2 separate regions of the Mus musculus genome follow, and region 1 is linked to region 2. The links are chromatin contacts, called in public HiChIP or PLAC-seq maps. All regions are on one chromosome and are shown on one strand. The core of a region is the stretch at or near the end of the contact, and the rest is flanking DNA. Distances in the headings are between cores, read along the strand shown.

The links. HiChIP or PLAC-seq counts read pairs in DNA pulled down with a chosen protein or histone mark.
Region 1: an H3K4me3 HiChIP or PLAC-seq map of the 230-238 cell line shows a contact between it and region 2, with 10 read pairs. The contact joins two enhancer-like sites. A contact is called at or near these places in 19 of 484 Hi-C or Micro-C datasets (the C2C12 cell line, the HL-1 cell line, the N1E-115 cell line and 11 more) and 4 of 115 datasets of contacts at active chromatin or transcription factors (the 230-238 cell line, astrocytes and large pre-B cells).

The regions. Positions count from the first base shown.
Region 1 is chr10:14,204,624-14,211,880 of GRCm38.p6, reverse strand. No RefSeq gene overlaps it. Among named protein-coding and RNA genes, the nearest start is that of Gm51759, 81 kb to the right of the region's middle. Within about 2 kb of position 4,035, at least 130 of the 459 cell types and tissues checked have an H3K27ac peak or open chromatin away from gene starts, as enhancers often do. A contact at or near this core is called in the 230-238 cell line and uterus, where this site is marked.
Region 2 is chr10:13,435,976-13,443,281 of GRCm38.p6, reverse strand. All of the region lies in intron 1 of Phactr2 (phosphatase and actin regulator 2), which reads left to right. Among named protein-coding and RNA genes, the nearest start is that of Phactr2, 35 kb to the left of the region's middle. Within about 2 kb of position 4,686, at least 69 of the 459 cell types and tissues checked have an H3K27ac peak or open chromatin away from gene starts, as enhancers often do. A contact at or near this core is called in the 230-238 cell line and uterus, where this site is marked.

The DNA.
Region 1 (7,257 bases), core at 2,786-5,285, 770 kb before region 2:
CTTCTAGCAATACATAAAGCGGACTTCTCTCTGTTTTATGTTTGGGACCATGTGGAGCGTAGAAGCATTTACCTGTGACTAGAAAAACAGGAAAGAGCACAGGCTTTGGACTCTTGCGAGAGGTAATTAAGTGGTCAGGAAACAGATGTGCCCAACTAGAGAGTGAGACACTTCAGCCTCCATGATGCTATTTCCAAAATTGTCCCCTCCCACCATCTGTCTTTGCAGATTTGCGGTTTCCTAGCCGTGCTGGGGAACATAGTGAGTGATGGCTCTGCCATTCTCCCATAACCAGTGAGAAATAAAGGAACAAGAAAGGCTCTTCATAAGAGCTCTGGCTTCATTGTCACACATGCGTGAATCCAGGGTGCATTTTTCAGGTTGGGAAATACAATTCTTTGTGGGGCAGGTAACATGATTACATCGCACAATCTCTTCTACTGGAAGGCTGCATCAGTTCCCTGTGTTCTCAGTGAGAACTCGAAGGATGCTCTTGAGATCAGGGGTTCTAGTCCCAGGGATAGCCTTTTGTGCTGGCCTCAGCATCCTTGCATATTAAAAAAAAAAAAGGCCTTAGGCCTGGTGTTCAGCTCTCAAACATTCCACGAATCGCTTTAACAAGCACAGACTTGCGGGTGCTCTTCTGGCACTCCCAGAGAGGAATTTTCCCTGTTGGGGTTGTGTTTGGGGAGTGCTGTTTGGTGTTGCTATATCAGTAGCGCATATCTAGTGCACATATCTCACTGTGGCAGATCCAGATGGGATTACTTTTATTATATTGTTAAAGGAAAATATGTGTACACATATCTACGCAAACACATAGGCACACAAAACCGACCCTTGAGTACCACTAGACCGATGCGGTGGAACATCTTGCTCACCTGAAACAGTCCAGAGTCACAATAACTAATGACAATTAGGCTGCAGGTAGAACTAGATGATAGCCTGCTGTCTAACTTCAGCTCTTTCCTCACCGAGGAACTGAGGAAAGCCATGGTCAGACCCAGCTGGGCAGATAGTTCCCTCATGATGCTGCTCTTTCTCTTCCCAGAACAGGACAGGACCTTTGCAGTACTCTGGACCAGTGTACAAGTGACGTTCTTTAAAGACTGATTTGGAGAATTTGCTAGTGTCATCTATGATTTCACAGCATCACACATTAAAGTTCAGCGTCTTCATCAGCCGTCTTTATATAACTCGTGCTATTTCGAGTTCTACTTGCGAATGCACAGACTCAGGCAAACGCAAGACTGTGGAGAGCCTGGCTTGTCTCCAGGGCCCACTCTCCAATGTGGAATCACTGCCACTTGCCTGTTACAAAATACCTTCTTTTCCTCTCCACACAGCTATGGAAAGGCTTTCCGAGACCACCCTGACTGTTGGAGAGAAAAGGACATCTGAACTGAGTGCTGTCTTGAGAATTATCCCCACTGTGTGGAAACCATTACCCCAGGGGTACATCCTGAGCCTCAGCGGCCAATGATCCCAGAAAGATAGCAGCTAGAAGCAAAACCACGAACTTGGTTCACAGAGATTTCTTGGTGCACTGTCACTCTCCCTTGTTGCATGTATATCACACCATACTCTGGGTTGTGGAGAGATTTGTCTTCCTTAGCGGTAAGCACTCCGTGATTCACTCTTTACCAAGAACTAAGGAAGAGGAAGTTCAGCAAATCCTCCCCTTTAGGAGTTGGCCCAGGATTATGTAAGTGGGTTGAGAGGAATAGTAGAAACAGATGATTTTAATTCACCTCATCTGTTCAGTACCTGCAGCGCAGATGCGGTGTTTGTGAGCATTGCAGCATCTGTTTCATTATACTGTTACCACATCCCTAGACTCTTTCGGCGCATTAGCCATCTTCAAATTGTCTTTCTGAAACATATGTATGCATTTATATATTCCCTCTGCGATGCCTTATTGAATATGATCAGGCAAAATACACCCATTTCTGTGAAATGGTAGAAGCTACTGCGTGTTTCTTTTTAAAACATCGAAAGACATCCTATAATTTTCTTCAATGGGTCTCCATGCCCTTTCCTTGAAAATGTGTGATGTCATTCATTATCCTTACCATCTCCATTACTTTTATTATGATGAGAGTTTAATGCAGGCGATAGGCATCATCTGTCTAAGGTACATATAGCTCTACATAATCTAGCCCAAAGGGTTCCTTTTTAGCTCTGAAAAGGAAATTGTCGTTTTAGCACATGCTATGTAGAATCTTGTTGAGATGCAGCACAAAGGGAACCCTATTAAATCAGGAACCAGCATGCACACTCTGCAGAGGCCCCTCGGTGGAGGCTCATTGGATGATTTCTGCCCTCTCAGGCCACCTCCCCATCTACAGTGTTCTGTGGGACACTGTAGGACAGCATCAGTGCTTGGTGGGACAGCCGACAATCAGAGCGGTGTCATAATGACCACTGCTATGCTCTGTGGGCTATTCTTGCCTTAACATTTCTTAACTCTTAGAATACTTCCTGGTCCTCTACCTCCTCTGCCTATAAAGAGTGAAAGGGGCCCTCTCATGAGACCACCTATTCCTTCCGTTCCCACCCAGTAGAATAGTATTTACAGTGAGCCTAATTTTTCTTATGCCTTTCCAGACCGGACTACTGGACTTCAGAGAGATAGAGAATGAGCCTATATTTATGGGCTTTTAAAGAATTATTTATTTATTTTATTTTTATGAGTACACTGTAGCTCCCTTCATGCATGCCAGAAGAGGATATCGGATCCCATTACAGATGGTTGTGAGCCACCATGTGGTTGCCGGGAATTGAACTCAAGACCTCTAGAAGAGCAGTCAGTGCCTTTAACCACTGAGCCATCTCTCTAGCCCATCTCCTAAGTCCATGGAGTAATGTTGTTTATTCCACAGTGAAGGGACAAGCATGTGAGTAAATGAATGTAGAGAATTTTAAATAGTGTTTCAGTATATCATTTTAAGAGAGCACTTATTAAATAGTAGAGACTCAATAAGTACTGCATTTTGATAATTCAACGAGTCATATATTTTTGATGAGCCGAAGTCATCTTCCCTGCATCTGGGTAAAGTATTCAGTAACAGACAAGAAGAACTCAGTCTCTGTTTAGATGAAAATAAAATATAGCACTTTGTCCTATATTTTAACCTGAAAATTGTTATTAATTTATCCATAACTTGCTTTGAGAAGTGCACAAATGTTCAGCGATTCCTCTGTATTTGAAAGCTCCAAGAATGACATCAAAGTATATTTTTAACACTGTAACATAGAAAAAGTTGGCTGTCTGCTATGGCCCCTGCTGAGGGTCTCTCTCCTGACTGGGATCAGGAACAAACACTGTCTTTGTGTCATCCAGGTTGACAGGGAGGCTGCAGCGGACTCTCACCTTGTCCGAGACCTCTAGCCAAATGCCTTCCCTGTTTCTTCTCCCTGTGCTCTCTGCAGAGGAGCTAACTTCAAAATTGCATCAGCCGGCTCGGCTCACTGTTATTTCAAAGTGATGCTCACACGTGAGAAAGAAGCCTGTGGCAAGCCTTTCAAAGTACTAAAACTGTGACTCACTGCCAGACAGAAAAAAAAAGTCTTCTTTGCACACACACACACACACACACACACACACACACACACACAAGCCATAACACGCTACTGCTAAAATTAAAATTAATTTTTTTCTCAAAACAGGCCATCCATGGCTACACATCAGTAATAACATTACAACTTAAACCTTAACAAAAAGAGTCTAATTTTCCAGTGGATTCGGGGAAGAACATTAGATAATACTTAATAGCAGGAGCAAAACAGAGATGTTCCCTGAAAAGTGATTTAACTGGGTGATGTCATGGAGTTATGAGGGAAGGGTAGTCTGGCTTTCTTGGCAATGTGAGCTTCAAATGAAGTTTGGAAGTAATTTAAAAAAAAATGTTGTTCCACAAAAATGTATCAGTCATATAATTCAGAAAAGCCGTGACTTTGCACTTAGGAAAGACTGTCTCCTCTCTCTACTTCATCTCCAGAGCTGATTCTGTCACTTAAATAGAAACCACAGGCCTTGCTTGACACATGCTACTCCGACTCTCACTTCCTGTTTCATAACAAACTACTCCCCCTCCCTTCTGGGAGCTTGCAATCTGTCCCAGAAGCCGCAGATGTATGATACAATGAAGCAAAAACTGAGGGAGAGCAATTAGTCTGAGGACTAAAAGAAAAAAAAAAAAAAAACTGTTTCTTTGTCTTCCTTCCATCCGGGTAGTTGCTGAAGATCGGAGAAAGCAAGGAAAGATCAATATGCATCTCCAACATGTCAAAATAGGTTGAAAAATGAAACATTCATTCGGCCTCTCGCTTGTTTATGTTTGTAGTGCATGTTTGGTAGCTGAATTGGTCCCTTTGGATATTGTCAAGTGGGGCTTGAAGGAATAATGAGCAGACACTTATTTTAAAGAGCAAACAGCAGTGTAAGAGGAGAAGCAAAAATAGCAGAGCTGGAGAGTGGGTTCTATGAGGTGGAGTATGACAGAGTCTAACTCGCTTCTCATCCAGCTGAGAGCGCTTCCTAAGGACACCACCCAAAGAGCCATGAAGCTGGAAAGGGCAGGCATTTGCATCCTCAGCCAGAGCTTCTGATTGACAGCCCACTTACCCGAAAGCATCAGGAGGCTTTGGGAAGTGTGCCCACATTCAGCCAAGATCAAGCCTTTTTGGATATAAGCATATATAATGAGGTGCATGAGCAAGGAATCTTAAAGCAAGGTGGTAAGTGGATTCAACATTAACCATACTGTTTATCCACTTTAAACAGAGTCAGAAAGGAAAGTTCATTGAGGGGCTGGGGAGATTGCTTGGTCAGCAAAGTCCTGCTCCTCAGGCGTGAGGATCTGAGTTGCATCCCCAGAATCCAGGGAAAAAAAAGCAGGGTATAGCACACACTTGTAAACACAGTGTTGAGAAGGTCCCTACTGCTCCCTAGGTCAGCTTAGTAAATAACAGGATCCTCGTGAAAGTGAGAGACCAAAGGAGGGTGTCTTAGTCAGGGTTTCTATTCCTGGACAAAACATCATGACCAAGAAGCAAGTTGGGGAGGAAAGGGTTTATTCAGCTTACACTTCCATACTGCTGTTCATCACCAAAGGAAGTCAGGACTGGAACTCAAGCAGGTCAGGAAGCAGGAGCTGATGCAGAGGCCATGGAGGGATGTTCTTTACTGGCTTGCTTCCCCTGGCTTGCTCAGCCTGCTCTCTTATAGAACCAAGAGTACCAGCCCAAAGATGGTCCCACCCACAAGGGACCTTTCCCCCTTGATCACTAATTGAGAAAATACCCCACAGTTGGATCTCATGTAGGCACTTCCCCAACTGAAGCTCCTTTCTCTGTGATAACTCCAGCTGTGTCAAGTTGACGCATAAAACCAGCCAGTATAATTGATCCCTTGTCAACTTGACAAACAAACACATCACTAGTAAGCCTCAACCCTTAGTTCTTATTCATCTCCAAGATCTTGAATAACTTTAAAAGTCCCACAGTCTTTACATATTAAAAATTCAATCCTTTAAAAATATCCAATATCTTTTAAAATCCAAGGTCTTTTTACAATTAAAAGTATCTTACCTGTGGGATCCACTAAAATATTTTCTTCCTTCAAGAGGGAAAAATATCAGGGCACAGTCACAATCAAAAGCAATAATTAAACTCCAACTGTCCAATGTCTGGGATCAAACTCACAATCTTCTGGGCTCCTCCAAGGGCTTGGGTCACTTCTCCAGCCATGCCCTTTGTAGCACACACCTTGTCTTCTAGGCTCCAGCTGTACTCCACTGCTGCTTCTGTTCTTAGTGGTCATCTCATGGTACTGGCATCTCCAAACCACTGCTGTCTTCCACTGTAACTTGGCCTCAACAATAGCCTCTCATAGGCTCTCTTCATGGTGTCAAGTCTCAGCTCCTTTGCATGACCCCCTCAGTCCTGGGCCATCGATTGCAACTGAGGCTGCACCTTCACCAATGGCCTTCCATGGCCTCTCACAGTGCCGAGCCTCAGCGTGACCCCTTCATGCCTTCAAAACCAGTACCACCTGGGTAACTCTTACACATTTCCAAGTTGAGCCACAGCACAAGGTACAACCTTGGCTATCTCTGGAACACAGCCTCTGTGCTCTCAGAAAACACTTCCCAGAAGATGTCACCTCAATGATGGTGGTCTCTTCTTAATCACCGCTAATTTCTTAGCTCCAGCTAACCAGCATCAATAGCCCCAGTATTTTTAAAAGATTCATTCTTATACTTCTGTTCCTCTAGAACCAATCCTGGTACCAACTTCTGTGGGGACAGAGAAGGTCACAGAGACAGGTTACAGAGGAGAATGAGAGTACTCAGGATGCAGTGTGTGTGTGTGTGTGTGTGTGTGTGTGTGTGTGTGTGTGTGTAAAATTGTCAATGAATAATTTTAATTAGTAGATGAAACAAAGGTTGAAAGCATCTGAGGAAGACAACAGAGGTTGACACTTGGCCATCACATGTGTGCACATAGAGTGGTAACACACATGCACCCATGTTAATGCACATACAAAAAGCACAGACACCTAAAGTAAAATATCAAAATAAAAGGGTGTACTAAAGGAAGGCACCAGAGGGATCTGGAAATGTTCATGAGAGGATCTGGAGTACAATCAAAACTGGTCCCTGGCCATGTTGTGCACATAAATGGTGACATTTGTCTACAACTCAGATGATTATTTCTGTAATTCAGAAAGAGAAATGAAATGAAAGCGTACACACGTCAGACTGACATGTAAGCATTTCTCAGTAGACTGAGGCAATGGGTTGAATTTAACACCTATAAATTTCATTTCTTCTTCAGATCTTAATCTAGATCACATTTCTTCTTAAAGGCCTCTCTCTGTCTCTGTCTCTCTGTCTGTCTCTGCCTCTCTCTCTCTCTGCAAACATTATAAGATAAAGAAGGGGTCTTTATCCACCCTTTTGCATGTTGCTATATACTTTTTCAGCACCATGTTTCCTCATTTTTGCATATTCCCTTTTTTGTAAGAAAGGACCTCATGTAGCCAAGGCTGGCCTCAGAATCACATTGCAGCTGAGGGTAGTCTTGAACTCCTGAACCTCCTGCCTCTACTTCTCAAGGCCGAGGATTGCAGATGTGTGTCTGCATGCCCAAAACTCATGGTATGTTCTTAGAATTCTTCTCAAATATTCTTCAAGGAAACTTAAAATAGCACTGCCATGCGAGCTATTAATTTCACATCTGATTTTTTGTCCA
Region 2 (7,306 bases), core at 3,437-5,936:
CACACACACACACTACACACATAGACACACACACATCACATACACCACACATGTACAGATACACACACATAATTTTAAAAAGTAAGCACTACAGTTAAATGGAATGAGACTCATTTCAGACCCTTTACTTTTTCCCTTTTAAAAGTTATCTCATTTTTCTTTCTATTGTTCTGTGTGTATGCTATGGTGTGTGTGTGTGTGTGTGTGTGTGTGTGTGTGTGTGTGTTATGCACAGGTCACAGCATTCATGCGAAGGTCAGAGATCAGTTTAGAAGAGACCAGCTTTCACTGAGGCTCCTGGGGATCTGACTCAGGTCAGCAGCCTTGGCGTTAAGTGTCTGGGCCACCTTGATGGCCTGTCTCTCTGTCTTTCTTTCCCTTCCTTCCTTCCTTCCTTCCTTCCTTCCTTCCTTCCTTCCTTCCTTCCTTCCTTCCTTTCTTCCTTCCTCTCTTCCTCTCTTCCTCTCTCTCTCTCTCTCTCTCTCTCCCCTCCCTCCCTCCCTCCTTTCTCTCTCTCTCTCTCTCTCTCTCTCTCTCTTTCTTCTCCTTCTTCTTCTTGTATTTTAAAAATTGGTAAAATTTCATCAAAGTCAAAATCATGTTCTCTGGTGCAAATCCATTATCAACATTTTTTTTCCAAACATTAAATTATATTTGTTTTGTTCATGAAATTTCATTTCTGTTAAGCCAGGAAAACTCAAACTCAGCTTACTGAAATTAGTTAATTTTAGTTTTTAGTCTATATATTAACTCGATGGCCTCATACGCTCACATAGATAATACTTGAGGTAAATGAGTAGTTCTAATATGATTACTGGTTTTATATATTTTTATTCTCCAACTATAGAGCCCTCTGATAGTACTTTTAAAAAAATCTTGTGTAAGTTTATGGGACCTCATGAGATGAGGGAATTCTCGATTTTTTAAGTTTACTTTGTTTTTTGTTTGAGGCAAAGCCACACTCTGTATATCAGGCTGACTCGTTACTCACTATGTTACCAAGGATGGCCTCAAACTTGCAGCAATCCTCTTGCTTCAGCCTCCCGAGTGCGGTGATGATAGTTGTGAGCCACACAAGTCTGTATTTAAAATTCCTCTAAACAAAGCAGATAGAAAGCAAGGGGTGATTGTGGGGCTTACAAGGCAGTGCATGGGGATGCCCTGCTGCCAATGAGACCCCCCTGCTGTGCTTGGACGTTTTGGGGTTCACCCATGGGCCAGTGCCAGGTCCTGTCAGACAGGATTCTCGGAAGGGCTGCTGATCAGAAGTAGGGGCTTTGGCAGAATCTAAGTGGCAAAGTTACAGACAATAACGGGCCCTAAAAATAACAGCTGCCTAGCTAGCCCAACAAAGCCCTCCTGTGTGGGAGGTATAATGGAGTCGTATCGATGGGCTTTGATTTTTTAAAGCCAGGCACAGGAGACACGATCACATAGGGATGCTCCCATTTATACAAAGAGCTGCAGTATAAAGCATCAATCCATATTGGCAGAGTCCTCTAAGCTAAAACGACAGCTCAGCTCAATAGATAGATATACATGAGGCATTTTCTGGTTGCCAGTGCTTAGAACAGACCGGAGGTCAACGTTCATATATTCATTCACCCACTCTACTCGTGTTTAATGAGCACCTATTACAGGGTGGGCGTTGTTCTGGGTTTGTCAGGAGAGATCAAAAGCCAAACTGAGACCAGGTTCCCTGTGCCCCGCTCAGTCCAGGAGGAAGACAGCAAATATAGACTAATCATCATTGTTTAAGTACATGTAATCTACTAGGAAGTTGTGAGTGTTCAAGAAACAGCCAGAAGTAGGACAATGGAACGAAGCTTGAGAGTGCTCCGAGGCAGAGCCGAGGAAGGTGCCTGAGGTAGGGTTGTACCTGGATATTTAGGGTCTCTGCTATGAAACCAGGGTAGTGAACAGAGACTGAGAACAGGCAGCCAGCAGAGACAGAACATTCCAAGAAAAGCAGCAACAGAGAGACCCAGACACGGGGCCTGCTAAGCTTGGCCAGTGTGGTTGCTGCAGGGTGATCTGAGAGAGGCGTGGTAGAGGAGGGCCTGCGCTTTGCCACTTCAGATTACATGGTCTGAAGATCTAGAAGGCTCTAGTCAGGACTGTGAAGGGTTTGCTTGCCCGCTACGCTGGAAGTAGACAGGTGTGGGTGGGGCAGAGGAAGGAGGATGCTGAGGCCATTCTTATGCTCCAGGCTCAGGACCCGTGGTAGCGATGACCATGTTGGGAAATGGACCCAGACGTGAGATAACGTGATCGCCAGGCACTGGCCTGAAGTTATGGAAGGATACAGTTAGTTACTGGCCGGTGAAGGCTTTAAGTGCGGTGGGTTTGGTGTGAATCTTGGCGGTTCCTACTAAACTCCCCCTGATGTCTATCAGGAGGAGATGCTGAGTACATACAAGGTGTGTATGTGTGTTCTCCAAGGCCACCGTAGCATATCACTCAACAACAGTGACTCCCCGTCTTCCTGTGACAGAGATCCAACACTCTGGAATCAGGGTTGAACAGGCCTACATTCCTTTCAGAAGGTCCAGCGAGCTTTTCCTTGCTCCTTTTCACCTGTCAAGGCCATCACATTCCTCAGTCTTGCTCCAATATTAGCTACAAAAAAAAAAAAAAAAAAAAAAAACAAACCTTACCAGAGGCAACTTAAGGGAGAGCCTGCTTTGGCTCGGGGCTCCAGAGAACAGGCCATCATTACTGAGAAGGCATGGTGGCAGGAGCTGGAGGCAGCTGGTTAAACTGTACCTGCAGTAAAAAAAAAAAAGCAGTGCGTGATGTGCCCCTGTGCTCTTGTAATCCTTTGGATTCAACCCAGGATTCCGGCCACAGAATGGCACTGCCACCCACAGTTAAGGTGTCTTGTCCCACTTCAGGTTACCCAACTAAGATAATCCCTCTCTGGCAAGCCTGAAGGTTAGCCTCGTGCAGATCATCTTTCAGAGGTGTGCCTATGGGCTGCCTTCCTAGGTGACTGTAGATCACATCAAGTTGACAGTCAAAGTTTAACTGCCCCAGGCTGCTTCTTCCATATTCAAAGTGTGGCAGACTATCTCTGCCTTGTGACCACTTTCCTCTCTCTGACTCTGGCCTTACCTTCCTCTCAAAAGGAGCCTCCTAATTTCTTGAGACCATGTGGATAATCCAGGATGTTCTTCTCAGCTCATCCTTAAAGTTGTTGAGTCTGCAATTCTGTTGGGGTTAGTATACACCCACAATCCCACACACAGGGAGTGGGGCAGGAGGATCAGGAGTTCAAGGCTAGCTTCAGCTACATGAGCTTCTGTCTTGGAAAAAAAAAGTACTTAAGAGGGAACTTAGTGGTCTCCTTTCATAGGACAGGGTAAAGCTGGACAAGGGATTCAGGAACTCAGTTGGACATTATTATCACCTCATTGTAAGCCTTCTCCTGTCCCCACCCTACCTTTTTCCTCAGTCCCCCAGCTCTGGGTGTCTCCAGATCCCAGCCATCTTATTGAGGCATCCCAGAGAACTTCTCTTTTGTAGGGCTCCCACATGAAATCCCACAGAAGGACTATGGTGGCTGTGGTTAGATCACATGGCTCATTGGATGGAAACTCTGGTGTCACCCAAGAAAACCAAATGAACTGGGGTGGTTCCCTGAGTAAGGGATGTGGAACAGCACTGTTTCTAGAAGCCGAGAAAAGGAAAGGATGTGAATGTGGCAGAAACTATAGTTACACCCCAAACACTTCAGACTTTTATTTTTAAACTTAGTTTCTAGTATTGAAAATAACCCAAAGTAGATAGAATTCTAGAATGATCCTTCAAGTGTCTACTCTCAGTGCTTCAGTTGTTCCCAACTTGTGGTCCAAGATTTCTCTTTTAGACTCATTAGGTTCCCCTCCCCCATTTTGGTATCTCACAAAGCAAATTCCAGACATCATATAGACTTTCCTGTAAATAGTTTAATACTATAAGGATTCTTTTTAGAAAACAGAGCCATAATGCCATGATAGTACTAGAAACTTGAACAAGAACCCATTGCAGATTCAGTATTCAAATTTCCCAGTTGTCTCAGGAATGGTTGGACAGAACCCAAATCTCCTTATGTGTCCTTGGATTATCACTCTTAAGCTTTTAGCCACAGTCTTCATTTCTTTTCTGTTGTTTTGACAAAATATCCCAACAAACACAGCTTAAGGGTAGAAAAGATGTCTTGTGGCTCATGACTCCAGGTTAGGGTCCATCATAGCTAGGAGGCTGAAGTTGCAGGCAGCAGGAACGTGGGCAGGAATAGAAGTGATTCTCAGCTCGCTTTTGTCACCCTTAGACTTCAGGATTTCCTGCCTGGGGAATAACGCCACCCTCGGTGGGCAGGTCCTCCTACCTTAGTTATTCCCGATTAAGATTATTCCTCACCGGCATCCTGGAAGGCTAACGGGATCTAGCCAGTCCCTTGTCGAGACTCTGTTCTCAGGTGATTCTACGTTATGTTTTGTGGACAACCTGAACCATCAGAGCAGCCAGGCACTCTGTTCTGTCTCTCCTCCCTCCCATGGTGACCATGTCGCCTCTTTACTTGACTGGCTTTTGTTCCTGTCACACTAGCACTTTCTCTTCTCAAATCCTCTAGCTCTGTGCACCACTGTGGAGTAATTCCGGTCCTCAAGTCCCTGGAGTCATTCTGAAAGCAGCAGTTGTGGTTTCGGGGTGTTTGTTTATGAACACCACAGAGGTCTACATACCGGGCACAATTCTGGCTTCCCTCTATCTTCAGTTTCCCTATTGAGAGTGAAAAGCATCCATACTTCTTCTCACAGCTCCTACTGTTTCTAGCTTTGGTCTTAGATTTTCAAATGGTCGTTTGCTTCAGGTGGGGCTTCCCTCTGCTGGTTCCCTCAAACCTTGCCAGGACGCACAAATTGGTGAGGTGAAGTGTGAACTTTCCTCTTCATGGTTGGCTGAGTTCAACTTTTGATCTATCAGCATGTGGCTCGGGCATACCAGAGTTCTGAATACTCTTGGAGCTGAGGGGTGGGGCTGGGGGCAGTGAGAGGAATGGGGCTTTGAAGAGATTGAGGAGGCTGCAGCGCTCACATTTAGAAAGGTCCTAGCCACCACCACCACCACCACCACCACCACCCCACACTGCTCGTTCAGTATCACAGGGAAAACTTGAAAATAGCTACTATGCATACTTTGCATAATAGCAATCATGAAGTTGCATCTCTCTCTCTCTCTCTCTCTCTCTCTCTCTCTCTCTCTCTCTCTCTCTCTCGTGTGTGTGTGTGTGTGTGTGTGTGTGTGTGTGCAGGTCCACACACCATACGTGTGCATGGGCAGGTAAAGACAGGGGGTCATGATCAGATGTACTCCTTGCTGGCTTTCTGTGTTGATTTAGAGATGAGATCTCTAATTGAACCTGACTGAAGCTCTGTATTTCAGTGAGGCTGGGAGCCACTGAGACCCTGGGCTCTGCCTCTTTCTGTCACCTCAGCACTGTGCTTGTGTTCCTTCAAGCCTTGATTTTACACAGGTGTTAGTGATTTGAACTCAGGTCATCACGGTTGCATATAAATATTTCACCCCACCCAGCTGTCTCTCCAACCTGAAAGATGGCTTTTTGTTTTCAGTGTGCTAAGAATTGAAATTCTGGCTTCACAGCTCCTAGGTAAATGTTCTATCCTGAGTCATATTCCTGGCCCTCTTTCTCTTTATATCTTAAACACTTCTTTTCTGTTGTTGTGTACTTCCCTTTATTATGACTTTCAAAGAGCCAGGGTACCTGAGTACTTCCTTCTTGGTCAGTCTCACAAAAGATCCTGGGTAGTGAATGGGACGCTCAGAGTTCAGATGCTGGTTCTAGGTCCCGTGCCAACTCGAAGGAAGGTTGGCTCATTTTTACCTCTGTTAAATGGGGTCTAAGATGTTTTATATCGTGGAACCGTGACCAAAGTCAAGAGAATCAGTGAGTTGTAGAGCCCTTTCTAATAGGCTGGACTTAGTATCGAGTCATACAATCTCGGCGCCTGTACCTCGAGGCTATGGCAATTGTGGGGATCGGTCACCTTGTTCTCCTAAAGCTCCCAGGCAGCCTGGAGCCTGGACATAGATGGAGAACCTGCTGCTGGCTCAGTCTGGCTGTAGCCTCCAGCTGGGTAAGAGGGACCTGGCGCAGAGCTGTGCGGCTATGTTTGGGAAGGAAATCTCTTTCCCTCTCCCTCTCTCCTGTGTTTAAGCTGTTAAGCACAGACAGCTATGAAAACTGGCATGTTTCTGTATTTTCAGATACTATTTTTCCATATTTGACGTGCTTTTGTATTCTCATTTTTTAAAGAGTGGCTATACCTCAAGCCTGGCATGTTCCTTGCACTGTATAAGAGTCCAGTAGATGTTTGGCACCCCGAACTCTGCTATAAGCAGACAAGAACTGCAACTACAAGCTTGGTGCTTATTTATCCTTATCTGAAAGTCACTACAGCATCCTAGTGCTCATTTTGGATTTCGGGAATGCCTTGTGCTGCAGAGGTGATCCTTGCCAGGTCTGCCTGTGTTGCTACTTTCTATATTTCCATCAGCTGCCTTTCTCCCTAGAGAATGTTTGCCTCTGTCCTAATCCTCCCAACCCCTTCCTAATAGGACCATCTAGCGCACATCTGTGTCCGTGAGAAAGGATCCCACTTTCCCGCCTCTCTAGCAGCTTAGTGAGGCTGTGTAATTCATTCTGCCAGTGGGCTGGAATGGAAAGCTGTGTTTCTAAGTGGCTGTGATAACCAAAAGCTCATGTGTAATTCTGGCTTTCCTTATCACCTGAAGAGGTCACAGGGTTAGGACAGGACATCTGTACATGAATAGAGTGTCTGTTGGCCTGACTCTGATACCGCATAAAGACAATTTCCTTGGGGAGTAATCTGGCCCACAATATACCTGGTGCAACTGAGAAATAAACATTGCTGATACGAGGCCCACAAGCCTGGGAATGATTTGCGAGTATGGCACAGTTTAGTCTATTCCCAGTATCACACATTCCATCTCAAAAGTCTCTCAGCCTAGTTATCGATTTCCAGACCTTCCTGGTATGTGCACAGTAAATCTGGAAAATCTCTGCATGTCTACATTTTTTTTTTTTAGATTATATACAAGTAAGCTTTACAACATGATATGTGTAGCTTGGTATGTGGAGTAATTCTATCTGGGTGATTGTCTTGTTTGAGTTTTAGATATTAATTTACATCTATAATTTGATTATGTTTATTACAAATGATGTTTCCCTCTCATTCTTAAAGGTTGCATAAATATACCTTAAGATTTCATTTTGGAGAAC